Regions from separate parts of the Urocitellus parryii genome. Here region 1 is linked to region 2. Evidence: chromatin contacts called from public Hi-C data. All regions are on one chromosome and are shown on one strand. The core of a region is the stretch at or near the end of the contact, and the rest is flanking DNA. Distances in the headings are between cores, read along the strand shown.

Evidence for each region. A called contact is a pair of places that touch in the nucleus more often than the background predicts.
Region 1: a Hi-C map of muscle shows a contact between it and region 2, with 4 times the contacts expected there. The contact joins the promoter of Kctd18 here to the promoter of Maip1 in region 2. A contact is called at or near these places in 2 of 2 Hi-C or Micro-C datasets (liver and muscle).

What each region holds. Positions count from the first base shown.
Region 1 is chr1:249,490,171-249,495,644 of mUroPar1.hap1, forward strand. Kctd18 (potassium channel tetramerization domain containing 18) reads right to left here and starts at 2,638. Exons shown (of 6, transcript XM_026399314.2): 1 at 2,568-2,638; 2 at 1-135. The coding sequence starts at 64.
Region 2 is chr1:248,989,412-248,995,021 of mUroPar1.hap1, forward strand. Maip1 (matrix AAA peptidase interacting protein 1) reads left to right here and starts at 1,408. Exons shown (of 5, transcript XM_026399301.2): 1 at 1,408-1,894. The coding sequence starts at 1,445. It overlaps Tyw5 (tRNA-yW synthesizing protein 5), which reads right to left and starts at 1,338. Exons shown (of 8, transcript XM_026399300.2): 1 at 1,052-1,338. The coding sequence starts at 1,129.

The DNA of each region.
Region 1 (5,474 bases), core at 1,388-3,887, 500 kb after region 2:
AAATACAGCCACCCACATTCAGCCGAAGAATATCGAGCACCTCTTCTGTCTTGTGGCCTGCCATTGCTCCCTTGGACACCTAAAGGTTTGCCTCACACTTTCAAACTTCAAAATAATGGCAGTTCAGGACCTCCTCTGTAAAAACAAAGGACAATCATCACTGACATTTTCAACAATAAATTAATGATAAAATAAATATACTTGAATATGATTTTAAATCACTTCCTTAGAACTGGCAATGTTGAATTGAAATATTTTATAGAATACAAAAGAAGTTTGGGGCTGAGGTTGAGGTCCAGTGTAGAGCGCTTGCCTAGCACATGTGAGGCACTGGGTTTGATTCTCAGCACCATATTAAATAAATAAATAAATATTAAAAAAAAAGAAGTTTAAGATATGCTGAGAAGTCGGAAAACTGGCCTGAGAATTTATAACAGATCATAACCTATCATCAACTAAATCACAGCTGCTGAGATGACTTTAGAGAACTAAACATATGTCCCCATACAAAGCAAAGGTGAGGCACACTTATGTTATTTGGTATTGACATGAAGAAGCTACCTGGACTGCAGAGGACATTTGTGTATAGCATGGAATTGAGCTGCTAGGCTTTTACCATTTAGTTCTGAGATCTTGGACAAATTATTTATCTTCCTTTTCTTGTTTCCTCATCTATAAAATGGAGGCAGCAATGGTGCCTACATTAAGGACTAACAGAGGAATAAATAACAGAATATATAAAAAGTATTTGGAATAGTCTCTAGCTCAGAGTAAGTATGCAATAAATGACAAATATGCATAATAAAATAAATTTTACCATAAGGTATTTACTGACTTGATACTGACTTTGTAGATTAAAGGAAACAAAAAAGCAGAAGTTACTAACAAATAATTCTAATTCTTAAGTTATATCACTTATCAATTGAGAAAAGAATTCTGTAGCCAGAGTAGTCTAGAACTATAATTGACACCTCTAAGGTATCCAGTTTCTTCACTCTAAAATGGCTAAAGCTTTGGTGATGTTTTAAGAGTTTTATTCCTTAATCCATTCTGGAGATTGTTAACCATAGGTGTCTGTAGTGTTTTTACAGAACCTGAAATGATACTGTGCTAGGAAAGATGCTCTTAATAATGAGAATTTTCAGTACCTATATACTTCATAGCAAGTTTAAAATGGCTGCCAAAGGCGCAACTACATCCAGGTCAATCCATTATTACTATGTGATCAACTCAAATCCTTTTGTAGATAATCCTATTTAGGCAGTTGCCAATAAAATGGAGAAGACCACATATGTGGATCATGGTCAATAGACAGAAACTATTATGGGATAAAAGTTCAGTCTTACAAAACCATTATGGATGTGACTTCTTGCTGTCCAGAAGTCCTGGGAGCAGCACTCCAAAGATTCACGAGAAAATGGCTTCTGAGTCATGGGGTGGCACTGGTTCCCGCTACCCTAGTTACCAGCTCCCTGGAATCCTATCTATTCTTCATGGCATTGACAGATCTCTTTTCTTGCATGAACTTCCCAAGTACCCACCCCAAGTTAGAATCCTTACAGTTATTCAAATGTACTTTGTACTTCTGCCCACGTTTCTATCCACTTATTTAACCGCGACTTTTTTCTTATTTGTAAGCTTGAGGAAGGCAAGGCTGGTGTCACCCTTAATAATTCCCATTTACTGAATGCATGTGCCAGCCACTACAATTCACAGAAAAGCCTTATCCGATAGGAATTACTGACCCTATTGACAGATGAAAATACTTGGATAAAAAAATAAGAGTGATGTGTGCAGGGTCCACATTGGGACCTACTCATAAGTGATGGAACCCGTTGCAATCCAGGGTAGCAGGATCCATCCCAAGTTCTTCCAGCTGCACCCCGGAAGCGACTTCCTTCAGGACTGCTCCACCCTTATGGCTCCTGATCCAGGACCCTTCACTCACGAAGCAGCGGTACATTTGAAGACCTGATAGCTACAGGAAGGCAGCAGCACCCTGAATCCGGGGGCTAAGAGCTCCTCCCCCACCTCCAGGTGATCTCTCCTAAGACTGAGGACCATCATCAATTCAAGACTAGATCTGTGGCGGTATTCCCCAAACCCCATCCTCAGATGCACCCATTTAGGCTTCCTTCTATGTGAGAAGGGCATGGCTCAAAGGGGCTGTGTCCCTGATGTGAGGTTCTGAGACCACCTGTATCAAAACCATAAGGACGCTGGTTGAAAATGCAGACTCCCAGGCCACAGCAGAATCTGGTTCAGTCTGAGAGGGGCTCGGGATCCGCCCTAGGACGGAGCAGAAACACTGCTCAAAGGACTCACTCTTCCTCGGAGAGGGACGAAAAGGAAGGGGTGGAAAACCAGAAAGCCCCGCGGGGGTCTCCAAAGGCCCAAGGACCCCGAATTGGTCAGAAGCCCAAGCCTGCAGCCCGGGGCGCCGGTATCATCAGCACGGCCCGGGCCTCCTGGGGGCGCCCCGCCTCCTCCCGGGCCCGCGGTCCGCGGCCCACCCGGCGCCCGGCTCCTTCGCACGGGCGGGGCGCGGCGGCGGCCTCCCGACTGACCTGCGACCGGCCGGGCCCTCGGCGCAGCAGCCGGACGCCGCCGGGCCCGACGCGGAAGTGATTGCCTTCTCCGCTGCTGGGCAACTCGTGGAACAGAGCTGCCCCAGCGGCGCCCCCGTGCGGCCGGTCGGGCTGCTACGGCAGGAGGAAAGGAAGACGAAAGGCCCCGCCCCCGATCTGCCCACCCCGCCCCCGGCCCCGCCCCGTCGGCACACTCCAGTTGGGACTTCTTCCTCGCCCCGGGGCAAGTTGCCCAAAGCCAAGATTTATTAATTTATTGTGGATAAGTCTGTTTGGGTAGTGTTTGCGATTTACATGTCTTTTTCACACAAAGGATTCCTGTTTATCTGTGACAACCCTGTAAAAGATGACTTTATTCCTGTGTGCAGCAAGAAAATTGAGACAGGAGCAAACATTAACTGAACACTTTTGTACAACTGACACTGTGCTAAGAAGTTCTTTGCTGAAATGCTTAATTTCTCCTTAATAGTCAACCCAAAAGAATTCTTTCGGTTTCTGGTTGCACCCTATCTTGTACAAGGGACTGTGCTGGACATTAAAATACAGTCCTGTTTTCAAAGCACTTCTCCAGAGTCCAGAATAATAAGTTCCTAATTCATTTGTCTGGGTTTTTGAAGGGAAGAAGCCAAAGAGAGATAAACCTGCCTACCTCTACATCATCAGCTATTAACAGTCTCAGGGACACTGGAAAGGGTTTGCTCAATTTGCAATTACTGAGCACTAGCTATGAACCAGACACTGGGAGTGAAGAACTGAACAAGATCATGTGGCCAACTCATGCAGCTTAAATCTAGTACAATGATCAGAACAGTTTTTCTGTAAATATTTTAGGCTTCGTGGATCATACAGGATTGATGAACTCTGTTGATACAGCGTGAAAGTAGACATAAACAATATGGAAATGAATGAATGCTGTTGTTTTAGTCAGCTTTTTTGTCACTATGACCAAAAGACCTGACAACAGTGTAGAGAAGGAAAAGTTTATTCAGGGCTCACAGTTTCAGAGGTCTCCATCCACAGAAGGCACCTCCATTGTTCTGGACCTGAGGTGAGGCATGGAGGGTGAGTAGGAGGAAAGCAGCTCCCAAAGGCCACCAGGAAGCAGTGAGAGCTTCACTATCAGGGAGGAAATATGTGCCCCAAAGGCACACTCCCAGAGACCCACCCTATTCAATCACACCCTTCCTGCCCAGTTACTATTTACCACCCACTTAATCCATTCAAGTGAATTAATGCATTTACTAAGTGAAGATTCTCATAACCTAATCATTTCACCTCTAAACTCTTGCATTTTCTAAACATGAACTTTGAGAGGACACCACAGAGCCAGACCATAACAGTCATGTTCCAGCTTTATTAAGGACACTGAAATTCAAATTTCACATATTTTTAAGTGTCATGAAATAGTCTTTTAAAATGTGCTATTGTTTTTTTTGATAGACCCAACCTGATCTTTTATTAAAATCGGGAGCCATCTTGCCACAAAGCCATGAAAAGATAATTTTGGCTTTACTATAAATTACTGCAAATTCTGAACCTTCTTGGAATGCCTGCCCGTGCCTTGAACTCACCCATGCCTGGCTCTCTGACCAGATAGCAGCCCTCTCTGAAACTTTAGTGACACCTCACAAATCTTGGCCTTCCCTGGCCAGACAACGACCCTCTCTGAGGCTCTAATGGTCCTCATAAATTCTGATGTTGGGGCCAGCAAAAAAAATGTAAACTACCATTAGTGTGATGCTTGTCAGAGTTCTGTTATCTGTAACCCCCGCTTTGTGTAACTTTTTGGGCTGTAAAGCTGGGCAGCAAGAAAGCTGCAGGGCTGTCTTGTTCCCACCGTTTTGGGAGGAAGAAGCAGCCCGGCCGGTCAAAATAATAAGCTTGCTTTAATTTGATTTTAATTGGAGTCAGTGGTCTTTTCTTGCGTCCTGGTCTAACATTTTCAAACTCTTCAATATATAGCATCCATTCTTAGATGTAGAGCCATTGAAAAACAAATGGCAGTTATGGGCCATAACTTGATATCCTCTGTTAAACAAATGGCAGTTATGGGCCTTAACTTGTTATCCTCTGTTCAAGTGGGAGAAACAAACCTAAGCAAAATAGTTACAGAGAGTGATAACTACCTAGCAGAAAAGAGTCAGAACAAAGTTGGGTAGATATTTGAGCTTGGCTGGAGAAGTCTGCACTGATAAAGATGTTTAAGTTGAGAGCTAAAAATAAGCCTACCTTCTGAAGGGTTGGAAGAAAATATTTCAGGATGGAGGAAGAACAGAGGACTCAGCTGTTTGTTTGTAGAAAAAGAAAGGATGCTAAGATGTCTGAAACTTGGTGGGCACCAGGACTAGCGGAAGGTAATAGGAGATGAAGTTGAAGAGGGAAGAAGAAGCCAGGTTTTAAGGCATCTGGTGGACATAGCAGGAGGGCAAAATTTACTTTTAAGCATAATGAGAAGCCACTGAAAGGTATTAAGCATGTCAGTAACACGGTGATTTACTTTAAAAAAAGAAATCACTCTACCTACTGTGATGAGAATAGATTGGAAAGGCATAAAAATAGCCAACTGTTCTCTATTAAGCTGATGCTGATCCATAAATGGAGAGTGGGCTAGGGAAGAATGGAGGAACTTTGGATTGGGCAGAAGGGACTGAGGAGGGAAGAGGTTTGGGGGTGAGAAAGATGGTGGAATGAGACAGACATTATTATCCTATGTACATGTATGATTGCTTGAATGGTATGACTCTGCGTAGTATATAACCAGATAAATGAAAAGTTGTGCTCCATTTGTTTACAATGAGTCAAAATGTATTCTGCTGTCATGTATAACTAATTAGAACAAAAATAAATAAATAAGAATAGCCAACTGTTACAATAATGGGGGCAGAG
Region 2 (5,610 bases), core at 158-2,657:
TTTTTTTATGCATCTTACAAAATACTTCCACATACATAATTCTATCTTCACAATGCCTTGTAGGCATTATATGACTAGTATATAGAAATTGGGGACTAGAGGAGAGCAGGAACAATCCATCTATCCCTACTCTCCAAAATAAATTAAATGTTGAATGAATGTCTCCTGTGGGTTGTCAACAACAACAACAACAAAAACCCTTCAACCCTGACTTGTAATTCTCAGAACTGCAGTTTTGTGACCGCCCTAATAGATGTAAGTATCCAGGAAAATTGCTAGGAGATCTTTGTTATTGTTTTGTCTTGTCGTACCTTAGACACACTTTTGTAACGTTTCTTTATTATTATTATTATTACTATTATTATTATTATTATTATTATTATTAAAATACCTGCTGGGTTCCTAAATTCTTCTTTAAGTCTAGACTCTTCGTACAATTCAAGTAAAAATATTTTTTTCGCCTTAATATTTCTCTGAGTTTTCTTTTAAAGAAATGAGGGATTCCAACGTCTGGAATACAATCCAGGTTAGTTAAAATCCAAGACCAGTGAAAATTTTTTCTGGAGATTTCTATTGCTTCCCCTGATGTCTCCTTGGAGTGAAAAGTTTTCACCTCCAAATCTACCAATTCGGGAGTAGATGGACAGGCGCCCTTCGCACCAACAGGGAAGCCGCAAATTCTGCCCTCCACTTTAGAAAACCCGGCAGAAGATGAGCACCCACGGCCACGGTAATGGGAGACGTCTTCTCAGCTCTGTATGAAGCCGCTTTTCGCAGCGAGTAAAGAAGTTAAGCAAAATGATTCTTCACCCAGGAGTCAGCGCGCCCCGCAGAAACCATGAGTTGGTTGTTTTCTCCGGTATTTTAAACAAATGAACCAGTCGACATGCCCCAAGCGCCCTCTCTTTTGGCTGAGGAGCCGACCTTGTCATCGCTGCAGCCTGCTGCCTTTTCCCCACACCCTGAGCCACAAGAAACCAGTTGGGAGCTGGTATAGTACGGACGTGTATCTCCTGGCTTCCCGCGGATGTGCCCCGCATAAGGGCCTCACCTGTGGGTAGAAATGTTGCATGAACTGCTCCCGCGTAACGCCCTCGAGCCGAGGTACCGGGATGCGCTGCCCGGTCATGGTAGCTCACGTTCCCTTCTTCGAAGGCCTCGGAACTTTGGCTCCAAAGCGTACGTCAGCGTGTGATCCGCTCGGAAACACGACTTGAGGAGAAAAGGTCCGCGAGTCCGGCGGACTTCAGAGGACAGCTGTCTGTGCGCCGGGATGGAAGCCAAAGGGCTTGTGTGTTAGAGAGCGGCGATGGACGGATTCACCAGAGGTGGCAGCAACAGGCCAGCTTTGCTCTCCAGTCCCTTGCTCGGAAACTGCTAGGTGGTTTCCCATCGGCTTCCTTTCAGCGGGCACAGGCAAGCAGAGGGGTGAAAGGTCATAAATATGGCGCTGGCCTCCCGTCTGCTACTCAGTCCGCTGTTTACTGGGTCCTTTCCCGGCGGGCTTATCCGACTCCGGGCACCCGGTGCGGCCGAAGTGAGGCTGCGGTTGGCCGGGCTTTGTTACTTCTGCAGCCGCCGCCTAGGCTCCGGATTGGCGCCGTTCCCTCGCCGCACTTGGAACTTGGAGGCCCTGGTGCTGCCTTCTCCGGGCCGCCGGCGACCCCTGCTCAGCTCCCCGAGACTCCCCGCAGCCCTCGCTGCTTACCCTGTTTGCTCTCGGCGCGACTACAGCACGGAGGAGCAGCCCCAGCAACGCCAGAAAACCAAGATGATCATTCTGGGATTCTCCAACCCCATCAACTGGGTTCGGACTCGAATTTATGCATTCCTTATCTGGGCCTATTTCGACAAGGAGTTCAGCATCGCAGAATTCTCTGAGGGGGCGAAGCAGGTTTGTTTCCCTAGGTGACTGTTCTCCTCTCACGCATTCAGCTGTTACAGAAGTGTTTTGATTGGGGTCACCTCACTCAAAGTCAAATTAGTCAAACGTTGGTGGTGACACAGACACCAAGCCCTTTGGGCACCTGGGTGTGTTTGCATGGTCGCAGAGGAGGTGTCCCAATAACAGGCTAAGGTGAAGTCCCCCAGTGGTCTTTTTCACTCTACAGGTTTTACATCAGACAAATGGATTTGAGACCCATTCCTGACACTTCAAAGCTATTCGGTCTTTTTCGGGGCATGATTTTCCAAATTTGCAAAATGGAGAAGACACATAGTAGACACTCCAGAAATAGTTACTGAATAAATTGAGTGGAAGAAATTATGGTGGGGAATGAGATAACACTTTCAAACTACTAGAATATAATTTCGGATAGAAAGTCGGAACTTCCTAACTTTTTTTTTTCTTAGAGTTTTTTAATATTTATTTTTTTTAGTTTTCAGTGGACACAACATCTTTATTTTATATTTTATGTGGTGCTGAGGATCGAACCCAGCGCCCAGTGCATCCCAGGCCAGGGCGCTACCCCTTGAGCCACATCCCTAGCCCTTCCTAAAACTTTTTGACAGGATCCCCCACCGCCTCCACAACTCCTTAGAGGATAACCTGGGGATGAGTAATTTTACCCTTTCAAACAGTTTGCTGAAACTATCTGGGCTCTGATAAGTGCACAGTACCCAGCACACCAGGAATATTTAGCTTTTAGTAATTCATAGCCCCCTGACTTTGTTATGGCCCTCTTTCTGAGTGACTGATAATATCTTGCCTGACACTTGCCACATAATGGTCACTTTGAACCCTGAGATAATTTGCAGATTTTGTGTGTACATGCATTTTTGTAGAATCAAAGGCCATCTCAATCTTAATAGATTCTCTTAGTTTGTCATTCCCAAACATGATGTAACTATTGATAAACAAGTCAGTTTGTTTTCCATTTAATACCTACATAAAGCTTATAATCATACCATCAGTATGATCATTTTACAGTATTGATATTTTTACTCCTAATTTATTTCCAATTATTTTTATAATCTCAGCCATTTAGGTATGCCACCTTTAATAAATATTTTTAACTTTATGTAATCAGTGCTAGTAGTAACTCCTGTTTCCTGTGTCCCTGAGTCAACTCTTGACTATTATATGTTTATAAAAAAATAAACCAAAGCACAAGTTTGATTAATATGTCTACTCAACATTATGATAAAGTGTTAAGTCTCTGCTCATGTTGGGTCTCAAGGTCAGTTGTTGGTGTGATCCTGCTATTTTCTACAGTGCCTGCTAATGACATGAGTTTGTCCACCTTAACAGATGTGATTGTACCAGCTCATTTATGTATTCATAAGGAATGCAAATCATCTCCCCACCTTGATCAGGAATCAGGCCTTAGCCCCTGTTTCTCTGAATACATAGAGATTGGAGTACTTTTTGGATCACACTAACCCTGTCTGTTAACTTTTTTAGCCTCTCTCCTTGAGATTAAACTATTTCTATTCCATCATCCAGTCTTTGTGTACTTTTTTTTTTTTAAAAAACCTAAGTCAATTTGTGTTGACAACTATTCTGATTTTCAAAAAGACTGTCTGGTGTCAGCATATTGTCTCTTAAACCTGTGTTTCGGACCAAGAAAATCAGTTCTTCAACACCCAAGATAATTTCTATGGTTTTATAAAAGAACATGACCAAAACCCCTTCTCTGTAACTAACTGTCATAATGCAATTATACCTTCTGGTGTGTGGATATAATTCTAGGGCTTGGGGAATATTTTGATATAAAATCAGCTAGTTTCTCTAACTGCATTGTCTTTCTCTTTTTCCTTAGTTTAATCTTCCAGAAGTTAGATGTTGTTGGATTTTGACTGTCAGTTAGATCATGTTCAGTAAGATTTTTATTTTTTAATCATACAACATGAAATTGAAAAGATACCTCTTCTAGTCTAATCTTCCTTTACATATGCTGAAACATTTCCAGAAAGCTGAAAAGATATCTCAAGGATGTGTAGCTAGTAAGTACACTGCCTGTGTTGCACTGTACAAGCAATCTTATTCTTCCAGCATCACTGGCATCTGAGATGGTTACATATCATTTAGGCTAGCATTGAGGAATTGATGGCCCAGTGTTCTACCAGCCTTATGTTAGCTTCACAGACGCTGCTTGCCATTCCACATGACATGATATCTTCCCTATCATTGCTATCAAACCATATACTGTTTTTTTATATTGTGTACATTTTAGCCTTTCTTATGAAAAAGAAGACTATTTCCTAGAAGCCTCTAGAGGTTGAATGCTAGTAAGTTACCAGAACTTTATCAGGGCAGCTTCTTAATGATTCACTGTTTCTTTTTAGAATAATTTGCTCTGGTGTGATCTTCCTTGGCTATACAAATTTTTAGACTCTAATGGTTGGGTTTCAACAAAAATGATTATGGTCTTTGCTTCTTTTGCCTAAATTTTCACCCATCTTTCACATGAAAGCTTACCAGAACATGCAGTATCTCTGAATTCTGAATGCCTCCAGGATGTTTGCAAAGAATCCATGGATTCATCTGGATGTGTTCATTTTCTCAAAGTGCAACTCCACTATTATATTAATTTGCTAAGGCTATTATAGCAGAGTAGCATGGACTGGGCAGCTTCAACAATAGAATTTCAGTATCAAGGTATTAGAAAGATTGGTTTTTCCTGAGCCTCTTGCCTTGTCTTGCAGCTGGCTTTTGTTCTTGCTCTATTCTTGCATGGTCTTTCCTCTGCATGTTTGTGTCCCTGGATCTCTGTTGTGTGTCTTCATTACTCCCTCTCATAAGAACACCAGACAAATTGGATTAGAACCCACCCTAACAGCCTCATTTTAACTTAATCACTTCTCTAAAGGCCTTATGTCCAAATACAGGGGATTAGGATTTCAACAAAAGAATGAAAGGGACACAATTCAGCCCATAACAATTAGGCCATATCCTCTGTCTGATGTATCTATGCATCTCCTTCTGCCAGTTTTTCAGATTTCAGTGGAGACATTGCTTCCTTTAGGAAGCCCTTTCTGGTCCTTCCAGGTTAGATTAGGTGGCTCTTTTGAATCCTCTTAAATCATCATCATCCTGTTCTTAGTTCTGTCATAATTCTTGAACTTGTCAGTTAACATGTCTTGCACCCTAGGTAGACTGAAAGATTCTGGAAGACAAGGAGGGTCTTTTTTTTTAATATATATTTTTAGTTGTTGATGAACCTTTATTTTATTTATTTATATGCAGTGCTGAGAGTGGAACCCAGTGCCTCACACATGGTAGGCAAGTATTCTACCACTGAGCTACAACTCCAGTTCAGAGGGTCATAATTTACTGTTGCATTTCTCATTGTTAGGAATGTGGAGAATTGCATTCACTCCCCCCTCCCTTTAAAATGAGACCTCCTCTTTCAAAGTTAGGAGCCATCAACTGTAAACTTTTTCTCTTTCTTTCTACTTTCGTAAACATACCTTATCTTTCTCAATGAGGTTCAGACTGCAATCCAGATTTCTAGATTCCCAGTACAGTTTAGAGTTTCATGCTTTCTACTTTCGTAAACATACCTTATCTTTCTCAATGAGGTTCAGACTGCAATCCAGATTTCTAGATTCCCAGTACAGTTTAGAGTTTCATGCTTTCCAACTACTACCTATATGATTAAGAGGTGG